Linked DNA regions of Sus scrofa: region 1 is linked to region 2. Evidence: chromatin contacts called from public HiChIP or PLAC-seq data. All regions are on one chromosome and are shown on one strand. Each heading gives the region's core, a stretch centred on a gene start, on an enhancer-like site or on the middle of the called end of the contact. The rest is flanking DNA. Distances are from core to core; before and after follow the strand shown. Region 1 overlaps ITSN1 (intersectin-1). Region 2 overlaps ITSN1 (intersectin-1).

The links. HiChIP or PLAC-seq counts read pairs in DNA pulled down with a chosen protein or histone mark.
Region 1: a contact with region 2 is called in an H3K27ac HiChIP or PLAC-seq map of alveolar macrophages. The contact joins two enhancer-like sites. A contact is called at or near these places in 1 of 47 Hi-C or Micro-C datasets (epiblast stem cells) and 1 of 2 datasets of contacts at active chromatin or transcription factors (alveolar macrophages).

The regions. Positions count from the first base shown.
Region 1 is chr13:197,440,392-197,444,829 of Sscrofa11.1, forward strand. ITSN1 (intersectin-1) reads left to right here. Exons shown (of 42, transcript XM_021070946.1): 28 at 218-335; 29 at 2,857-3,048. Among named protein-coding and RNA genes, the nearest start is that of ATP5O, 77 kb to the right of the region's middle. Within about 2 kb of position 2,615, at least 11 of the 83 cell types and tissues checked have an H3K27ac peak or open chromatin away from gene starts, as enhancers often do. A contact at or near this core is called in alveolar macrophages, where this site is marked.
Region 2 is chr13:197,310,056-197,314,649 of Sscrofa11.1, forward strand. All of the region lies in intron 1 of ITSN1 (intersectin-1), which reads left to right. Among named protein-coding and RNA genes, the nearest start is that of ITSN1, 11 kb to the left of the region's middle. Within about 2 kb of position 2,371, at least 2 of the 83 cell types and tissues checked have an H3K27ac peak or open chromatin away from gene starts, as enhancers often do. A contact at or near this core is called in alveolar macrophages, where this site is marked.

The sequences.
Region 1 (4,438 bases), core at 1,365-3,864, 130 kb after region 2:
AGTACAACGTAGTGTGTATCGGATAGGAAACTCGGCCCACGTAACAGCTCTCAGCTGTTAATTTCAGGTAATGCCGAGGTCATGGTTCATGCCAACAGTATATGTGGGCTTTAGGACTAATGATAATAATACCGAGGAATTAACGTGTTTGGAAGCAAACTGGAGCGTGAAAGCATGTGGACATTGTAATATATATTTATGCATGTATTTTTTTTAGGCACGTGGGAAAAAGCGCCAGATCGGCTGGTTCCCTGCTAATTACGTCAAACTTTTAAGCCCGGGGACGAGCAAAATCACTCCAACAGAGCCCCCCAAGCCGACGGCATTCCCAGCAGGTAAGTAGCTCACCCTGTGTGCTCAGAAGATGCCCCGCAGGTCGTGGCGGCCTTTCACTGTGCTCCTGAAGGAGCTTAGACTGTCTTTCACATCAGCTGGGAGCCCTTCTGGTACTTGCCGGGGCCGACACCCACTAATGGGGTATGGAATATGTTTTTCAAAAGGACCAAATGTCCGAGCGGCTTGGCTGTGCTGGGTACAACAGAGCCCTTGTTGGAGTCGGCTTCCGAAAGAGGCCCTGAGTGCTGTGGCACTGAAGCCAGAGTTTTCTCTTGATTTCCTTCCAGCTATTTAAATTGGGATTTGGGGTTGGGGTGCAAGGGGACAAAAAGGGCCTCCTATAAATAAATGGCCGGGGTCTGAACAGGTCAGGGGGGTGAGCAGGGAGGCCACGGGGGTCTGCTGGTCATAATGTGTTGCGCGCCCGAGACTGAAATAGCTGCCCTGTGGCATTTCCTGTGAACAGAGGGGCTTCGCTTAATGTGCAGGATGTTGCACTCGTTCTCCTAAGGACTCAAAGGGAACAGCCGGCCCTGCAGCTGAGCCGGGCGGCTCTTTTCTGATTGAAGAGACCAAATTAGATGCTTCAGGAACATCTGAGATGGGCGAGGTTCGGGGAGGCGACTTCTGCTTTAGGTCTTTAAGCCGTCAGTGCTCGGGTGGCATTTGTAGAAAAGGCAGCATTTTCATTCCAGGGCTTTGTGGTTCCATGTCTATGCTGTACCTCCCCAGTGACATCAGATTAAAACCTGGCCACACGGGCAAGAAATGAAAGGATCGGCCAACTTTGTGACTGACTCCCGACCCCAGCCAGGCCCCTTTGCTTGAGCCGTGGCCTCATGTGGGCAGAGGGGTATGGTGCCAGCCAGAGGGCCTCTCTCTCAGGGAGGCCTGGTGCGTCCCTTCATCAGATTGGTTGAAACCCACAGAAATCGCTTGCCGAGGTGAATGGATTAGCTGGAGAATTGTTAAAGCCCAAGCCTATATATAGGTTGGTTAGGAAAGATTAACTGGGGGTACAGCCTAACTAGGCAGACTGAAAACGTGAAAATGCCAGGGAATGAAAACAGTGTAACCTTCTATCGCTTTGAGGGAACTTGAGAAAAGAAAAATTGTTCTTTAATGTGGAAATCGTTTCTTTCTTTGAGACAAAATATTGAGACAGAAAGGTACAGCAGGATAAGAAACTGATTTTACTTTCAATTAAGAGTTCCCGTTGTGGTTCAGCAGTAGCGAACCCAACTAGTATCCATGAGGATGAGGATGCGGGTTCGATCCCCGGCCCTGATCAGGTGTTGCTGTGGGCTGTAGTGTAGGTCACAGACATGGCTCAGATCTGGCGTTGTGTGGTGTGGCCATGGTGTAGGCCGGCAGCTGCAGCTTTGATTTGACCCCTAGCCTGAGCACTTCCATATGCTGCAGGTGCAGCCCTTAAAAGAGAGAAAAGAGTTGAACTTAACACAGCATTGTAAATCAACTATACTTCAATTAAAAATAAAAGAGAGGAGTTCCCGTCGTGGTGCAGTGGTTAACGAATCCGACTAGGAACCATGAGGTTGCGGGTTCGGTCCCTGCCCCTGCTCAGTGGGTTAACGATCCGGCGTTGCCGTGAGCTGTGGTGTAGGTTACAGACGCGGCTCGGATCCCGAGTTGCTGTGGCTCTGGCGTAGGCCGGTGGCTACAGCTCCGATTCAACCCCTATCCTGGGAACCTCCCATATGCCGTGGGAGCGGCCCAAGAAATAGCAACAACAACGACAAAAAAAAAATAATAATAAAATAAATAAATAAATAAATAAAAGAGAGTGGAACTCCCATTGTAGCTCCATGGAAACGAATCCAACCAGTATCCATGAGGATGCAGGTTCCATCCCTGGCTTCATTCAGTGGGTTGGGATCTGGCGTAGCCGTGGGCTGTGGTGTAGGTCAAAGACGTGACTGGGATCCCTTGTTGCTGTGGCTGTGGTGTAGGCTGACAGCTACAGCTCCAATTCAGTCTCTGGCCTGGCAACTTCCATATGCCTCAGGTGTGGCCCTAGAAAGACCAAAAAATGCAGTAAAAGAGAGTGGAACTTTTTGGAAGTCAGGTGATAAACACCTTCCACCATAAGACAAACAGGAAAAAAAGAGCCACAGGAGAGTCCCAGGAGACACAGCTGCTTGTGAGGCGGGGCCAGTGTTCAGAGTCAGTATTTTAAAGGCGTCCGTCCCCCTGCACTCAGGCAGCAGTGATTCCATGGAAGCTCTCAGTCCTCGCTGTACACTTTGTGCTGACAAGACAAAACCTGAAAAGGGGAAGAGCCCATAGAAACAAGAAAGGCTTGGGCGGACGTTTCTGCCGTTGCCTCGGGTTTCTGTGTCCCCCCCACACACACACCTCCGCAGCCCCGTCTGCACAAAGCCCCTCGGTGTTCGGTGCCTTGGCGTGGTCCCATCCCGGAAAGGACCCAGAGGACCCAGGCGGGTACCTAGCGGTCCCGCGGGCGCGGGGGCGCAGCGCTCACCCGGCCTGTCTCCGCAGTGTGCCAGGTGATCGGGATGTACGACTACACCGCGCAGAACGACGACGAGCTGGCCTTCAACAAGGGCCAGGTCATCAACGTCCTCAACAAGGAAGACCCCGACTGGTGGAAGGGAGAAGTCCACGGCCAAGTGGGGCTCTTCCCGTCCAACTACGTGAAGCTGACCACAGACATGGACCCCAGCCAGCAATGTAAGTGCCCCCGGGGGCTCGCCTGCCTCTCCTCTCTGGTGTCACCCGGTCAAACATGCAGCATTGCTCTGATTCTGCCGAGCTTGGTTTGCAGAACTTGTAAAGTTCCCCCATTGCTGCATTCGCAACAGTCTCTTTGAAGACCTTCTGTGATGCAAGACTTGATCTCGTGGGGTTTTTGTTTTCGTTTTTTTGGTTTTTTTTTTTTTTCGTTGTTTGTTTTTTTAAATCATTCCTTCTGTAGCATGTCCCCTCCCTCCCCTCCCCCCCTTTCTCCTTTATTTTTTTTTTTCCCTTTTAATCATTTTGGCACCATGCTGTTTACATGCCTGACTCATTTTCCTAGCTTGAATTTTGCTCATTGTTTTGTTTTGCTTATGTGTTGTTTTCCTCCTTTTTCTAGGAATCATATGTTGTCCATCCCCCCCTCAGGCTTGAAAGTCCTCAAAGAGACCCACTATCCCATATCACTGCCCAGAGGGATGATGGGAGATGCAGCCTTGATCATGTGACTTCCAGCATGATCACCTACTGCCTTCTGAGTAGAAGAACTCACTGCAGAGCAGTTTACCTCATTTTACCTTAGTTGCATGTGATAGCAATGTTGAGTTATTACTTGCAGAGAAAGAAGCAAAAAAATTGCAAAAATACACAGGGTAGTGGGTCCTTTTGTGGCTTTCCTAGTGACTCAAATTGACTTCCCCCCACCTTGGCACAGGTGCTTTCAAGAGTTTTCACGTTATTTTTTAAATAAATCTTTCAGCCGTTCAAATCAATCAATCAATCAATAGATGACTTCTTTGCGCTTTTGGTTTTGCAAAAAGACCCACTATCAAGGAATGCTGCATGTGCTATTAAAAAATGTTCCAAATGTCCATAAATCTGAGACTTGATGTATTTTTTTTTTTTCATTTTTGTCCAGTGTTACCAACTAAATTGTGTAGTTTGGGTGTTGGCCGCCTAACGTAGAAGTACAGAGGAGTTCAGTATATCTGTTTTAAAGACATGTAGTACGAGGCCAATTAAACTTCAGAAGGTGTTTTGTGCTTGTTTGTGTGTATCAGATGTACTTTGTTGAGCATGTAATAATACATCCTGTACATAAGAAATTAGTTCTTTCCATGGCAAAAGCTTTTACCTTGTATGATGCTCTAATCATATTGCATTAATTTTATTTTGCACAGTGACCTTGTAGCCACACGCGAAAGCACCTGTGTTTTCGCTCGGTCTCAGATTTCTCTGGTTGAGTTGGTGTTTTCTGTTTGGGGTTTTCGATGTGGCGTGTTTTCATACCAGAAACCCATAGACCACACCATGGAGGTGGTTATCAATCACCAGTACCTACAATCGCGCCTTAGACTCTGTTACACGCAGTTTTATTCCAGTTGCT
Region 2 (4,594 bases), core at 1,121-3,620:
CCTAGCCTGGGAACCTCCATATGCCATGGGAGCAGCCCAAGAAATGGAAAAAAGACCAAAAAAAAAAAAAATGCTGAATAATAACATGTTCTATACACAACCCCCATTTTCTTTATCTATTTATCCATCCACAGGCACGTTGTTTCCATGTCTTGACTATTGTTAATAATGCTGCAGTGAACATGGAAATTCATATCTCCTCTTTGAGATAATGATTTCATTTCCTCTGGATGTATACCCAGTGGTAGGAATGCAGGTTCCTATGCTAGTTCTATTTAATTTTTTGAGGAAGCTGCATACTGTTTTCTACAGTGGCCGCACCAATTTACATCCCCACCAACAGTGTACAAGGGTGTCCTTTTCTCCACATCTTCGCCAGCATTTGTTCCTTCCTGTCTTTTCCGCAATCGCAATCCTGACAGGTGCGTGGCTGTATTTCCTTAGTGACGTTGGGCACCTTTTCTGTGTCCCTCTTGGCCATTTGTATGTCTTATTTGGAAAAGTGACTGGTCAGATCTTCTGCCCGTTTAAAAATCCTGCTTACTTTGCTATTGAATCCTATGAGGTAACTATAAACTCCTTAATTATATTAAACATTCTTTTTTTTTTTTTTTTTTTTTTTTTTTTTGCTTTTTAGGGCCACACCCATGGCACATGGAAGTTCCCAGGCTAGGGGTCTAATTGGAGCTACAGCTGCCAGCCTACTCCACAGCCACAGCCACATGGGATCCACTCTGCGTCTGCGACCTGCACCATAGCTCATAGCAACCCTGGATCCTTAACCCACTGAGTGAGGCAAGGGATCGAACCTGCAACCTCATAGTTCCTAGTTGGATTCATTTCTCCTGCCACAATGGGAAGTTCTATATTAAACATTCGTATTCCGAAGTTCTATTGTCCATCATTGGCTCTGGCCCTTCAATTAAGTTTTTTGGTTGAGCTTAAAGTTGAATTCGTTGTTGTTGTTTTAAAGATAAAATACTTATGGAGAGTTATTGGGAATAACTACTTCTCTTAAGAGGATATTCCAATGTAGATATTTTAGTTTGAATTGAACTGCTAGGATTGCAAAACTCTTGGCTTTTATTTTTAGTATTTTGTCTGCAGCTTGTGGCTTCGTTAGAAGTACACCAAACCTCATATATTTAAAGTATCCAGGAGTTCCCACTGTGGCACAACAGGATCCATGGTGTCTTGGGAGCACTGGGACGCAGGTTTGATCTCCAGCCTGGCACCATGGGTTAAGGATCCAGCATTGCCGCAGATGTGGCTTAGGTCACAGCTATAGCTCGGATCAGATCCCTGGCCCCAGAACCCCCATATGCCACGGGGCGGCAAAAAAAATTAATAAATAGGGTGTATAGTTTGATCAGCTTTTATATATGTATTTCCATTCCCCTCTGCTTCCTTGTGCCTCTTTGTAATTTTGTATTCTGACCTTTCCTCTCATCTCCTCACAATCCCTGATTGGTTTTCCATCCCTATAGAGCAGGTCATATTTTCTAGAATTTTTACAAAAGTGGAATCATACTGTGGGTATGTGTCCGTATACCTGTCTCCTTTCCCTGAGCATAGTGGTTTTGATATTCATGCATGTTAATGCTTATAGGGACAGTTGGTTCCTCTTTATCGTGAAGTAATATGTCATCATATGGGTATGTCCCTGTTCGTGTATCCATTCTCAGTTGTTTGGTTTGCTGGTGTTTGGCTCTGAACAACAAAACTGCTATGAACACTTGAGTAGAAATCTTGGTGTAGACATAAGGTTCTTTTCTCTCAGCTAACTATACAGAAGTAGCATGCTAGGGTTGAATGGTAGCTGTATAACCTTTAAGAAAATTGTTTTCCAAAGTGATGACACCATTTTGCATTCCCACCAGCTGTGTATGCGAGGCCAGCTCTTCCACATCTTCGCCAGCACTTGGTACAGTCAGTCTTTTTCATGTTTCCCTGCTGTTGGAAATAGCAGGGCACATCACCTTTGTTTAATTTCCCTAGTGGCTAATGATGTTAAACATCTTTTCTTGTGTTTATTGGCCATTTCTGGGAATTGTTTTGCGAAGTGTCTCTAATCAATTTCCTCATGAAATTACTTGTCTTTTTTTTTTTTTTTTTTTTTTTTGTCTTTTTAGGGCCACACTTGCAGCATATGGAGGTTCCCAGGCTAGGGGTCAATTTGGAGCTGTAGCCGCTGGCCTACGCCAGAGCCACAGCAATGAGGGATCCGAGCCATGTCTGCGATCTATGCCACAGCAGTGTTCCTGGGCCAGAGATCTAACTCTCACCACTGCAATAACCAGAGCCACAGCAGGATCCTTAATCTGCTGAGCCACAGGGGAACTCCCTGTCTTACTCTTTTTAAGTTGCAAAAGTTCTTTATATATTCTGAGTATAGTTCCTGTGTATGATGCAAGTGTTGCAAGTGTTTCCTCCCAGTCTGTGTCCTGCCTTTTTCTTTTCTTCTCTTTTCTTTTTCTTTTTATGGCCACCATCTGTGGCACATGGAGGTTCCCAGGCTAGGGTTGAATGGGAGCTGCAGCTGAGGCTCACGCCACAGCCGTGATCCGAGCCACAGCTTTCGGCAATGCCAGATCCTTTACCTGCTGAGCAAGGCCAAGGGATCGAACCCGCATTCTGACAGATGCTGTGTTGGGTTGTTAACCCTCTGAGCCACAATGAGAATGCCTGCCTTTTTGCTTTCTTAATGTCTTCTTTTGAAGATGCTAACATTTCATTTTGATGAAGCCCAATTGGGGGCATGCTGTCTCTCTTTTTTTGAAATAAATTATGCTTGTTTCTGTTCTGAGAAATTCTGGCCTTTCCCAAGATTACAAACATATTCTCCACTTCTTTGGAATTTTTAATGTAAAACTATATGGTTTTAAATTAAGGCCAAATTTAAATTTTAAATTTTGATCCATTTTAAATTAATTTTTGTGAATTTTATGAAGTAAGGGTCAGTGTTCTTTTTTTTCTCTCTCTTTCACCCTCCCTCCCCCCAAATGTGGATATCCAATTGCTCTGCTTTGGTTTGTTGAAAACTTTTTTCCTCCAATGATTTACCCTTGCAACTTTACCAAAAATGAATGCACCTAACATGTAAATCTATTTCTGAACTCTTCTTTTCCATTGATCTAGTATGTCTGCCTTTAAATCAGTCCCCAAAGGTCTCGATTATGTTGCTTTATAGTAAATCTTGAGATCAAGTAGGGTAAATCCTCCAATTTTGTTATTTTAAAAAGTTGCTGTGGGAGTTCCCTGGTGGCTCAGTGGGTTATGGACCTGGTGTTGTCACTGTTGTGGCTTGGGTTACTACTCTGGAGTGGGTTCAGTCCCTGGGCTGGAAACTTCTGTATGCTGGAGGCATGGTCAAAAAAGAAAAACTGCTGAGGATACTCCAGGTCCTTTGCCTTTCCATGTAAATCTCAATATCACCCTTCCAATTTGTAATAAAAAGCTTGGTGCAAATTTTGATCGGGATTGTGTTGAATATGTAGATGCATTTGGAGGGAATTGCCATTTTAGCAATATTGAATCTCTCTTCACCATAGTGTATCTCTCCATTTATTTAGGTCTTCAACTTTTTCAACAATCTTTTGTAGTTTTAGTAGCAAGACACTGGCTTTGGATGTCTTTCATTAAATTTGTACTCAGGGCTTTTACATATTTTTGGCACTATTGTAAATGGGATTGTTTGCCTTAAATTTCAGTTGCCAATTATTTGTTCCCAATATATAGGAATTCAATTATATATATATATATTTCCCTCCCCTTTTGGCCACACCCACAGCATGTGGATGTTACTGGGCCAGGGATTGAAATCTGAGCTGCAGCTGTAACCTACACCATAACAGTGGCAATGCCAGATCCTTTAACCCACTGAGCTGGTCTGGGGATCGAACCCATACCGCTTCAGCGACCCAAGCCTCTGCAGTTAGATTCTTTACCAACTGTGCCATAGCAGGAACACCCATATTTTTGAGTTTCAGTTCTGACTACTTTGTGGAGAATTTTTACATATGCTTTAGGATTCTGTTTTATAATTTTTGTAGGTAAATCTCAAAAGACATACGACTTATTGTCAATTTCAAAAAATAGGAAGATGAATTGAGAGGAAACACACTAAAATCTTTTGGAAGATTATCAAGCTTACCTGCATAAAATATTGAATGAGAAATAGTGGAAGAACAGAATAGCAGCTGCAGTTTCTAAAGGGAATTGGCAGTGAGAAGTAGTCTGCTTCTCAGCTGGGCTCACAGACCTCCAATTAAATATGGTGGTTTGACCACATGTGTCTTTCCTTCCCTGAAGGCTGCCGTAGTCATGTCGGGAGTATAAAAGATGTTAACTCCTAAGGAAAAAGATAACGGGAGAGAAGATAGTGACAAAGGATTCTGACAGTTTTGTTTTCAGGGCTGCATCCGAGGCATATAAAATTTCCCAGACTGTGTGTCAAATCAGAGCTGCAGGTACCGGCCTACACCACAGCCACAGCAATGTGGGATCTGAGCCGTGTCTGCAATCTCCAACCACAGCTCATGGCAACACTGGATCCTTAACCCCCTGAGCAAGGCCAGGGATTGAACCTTGCATC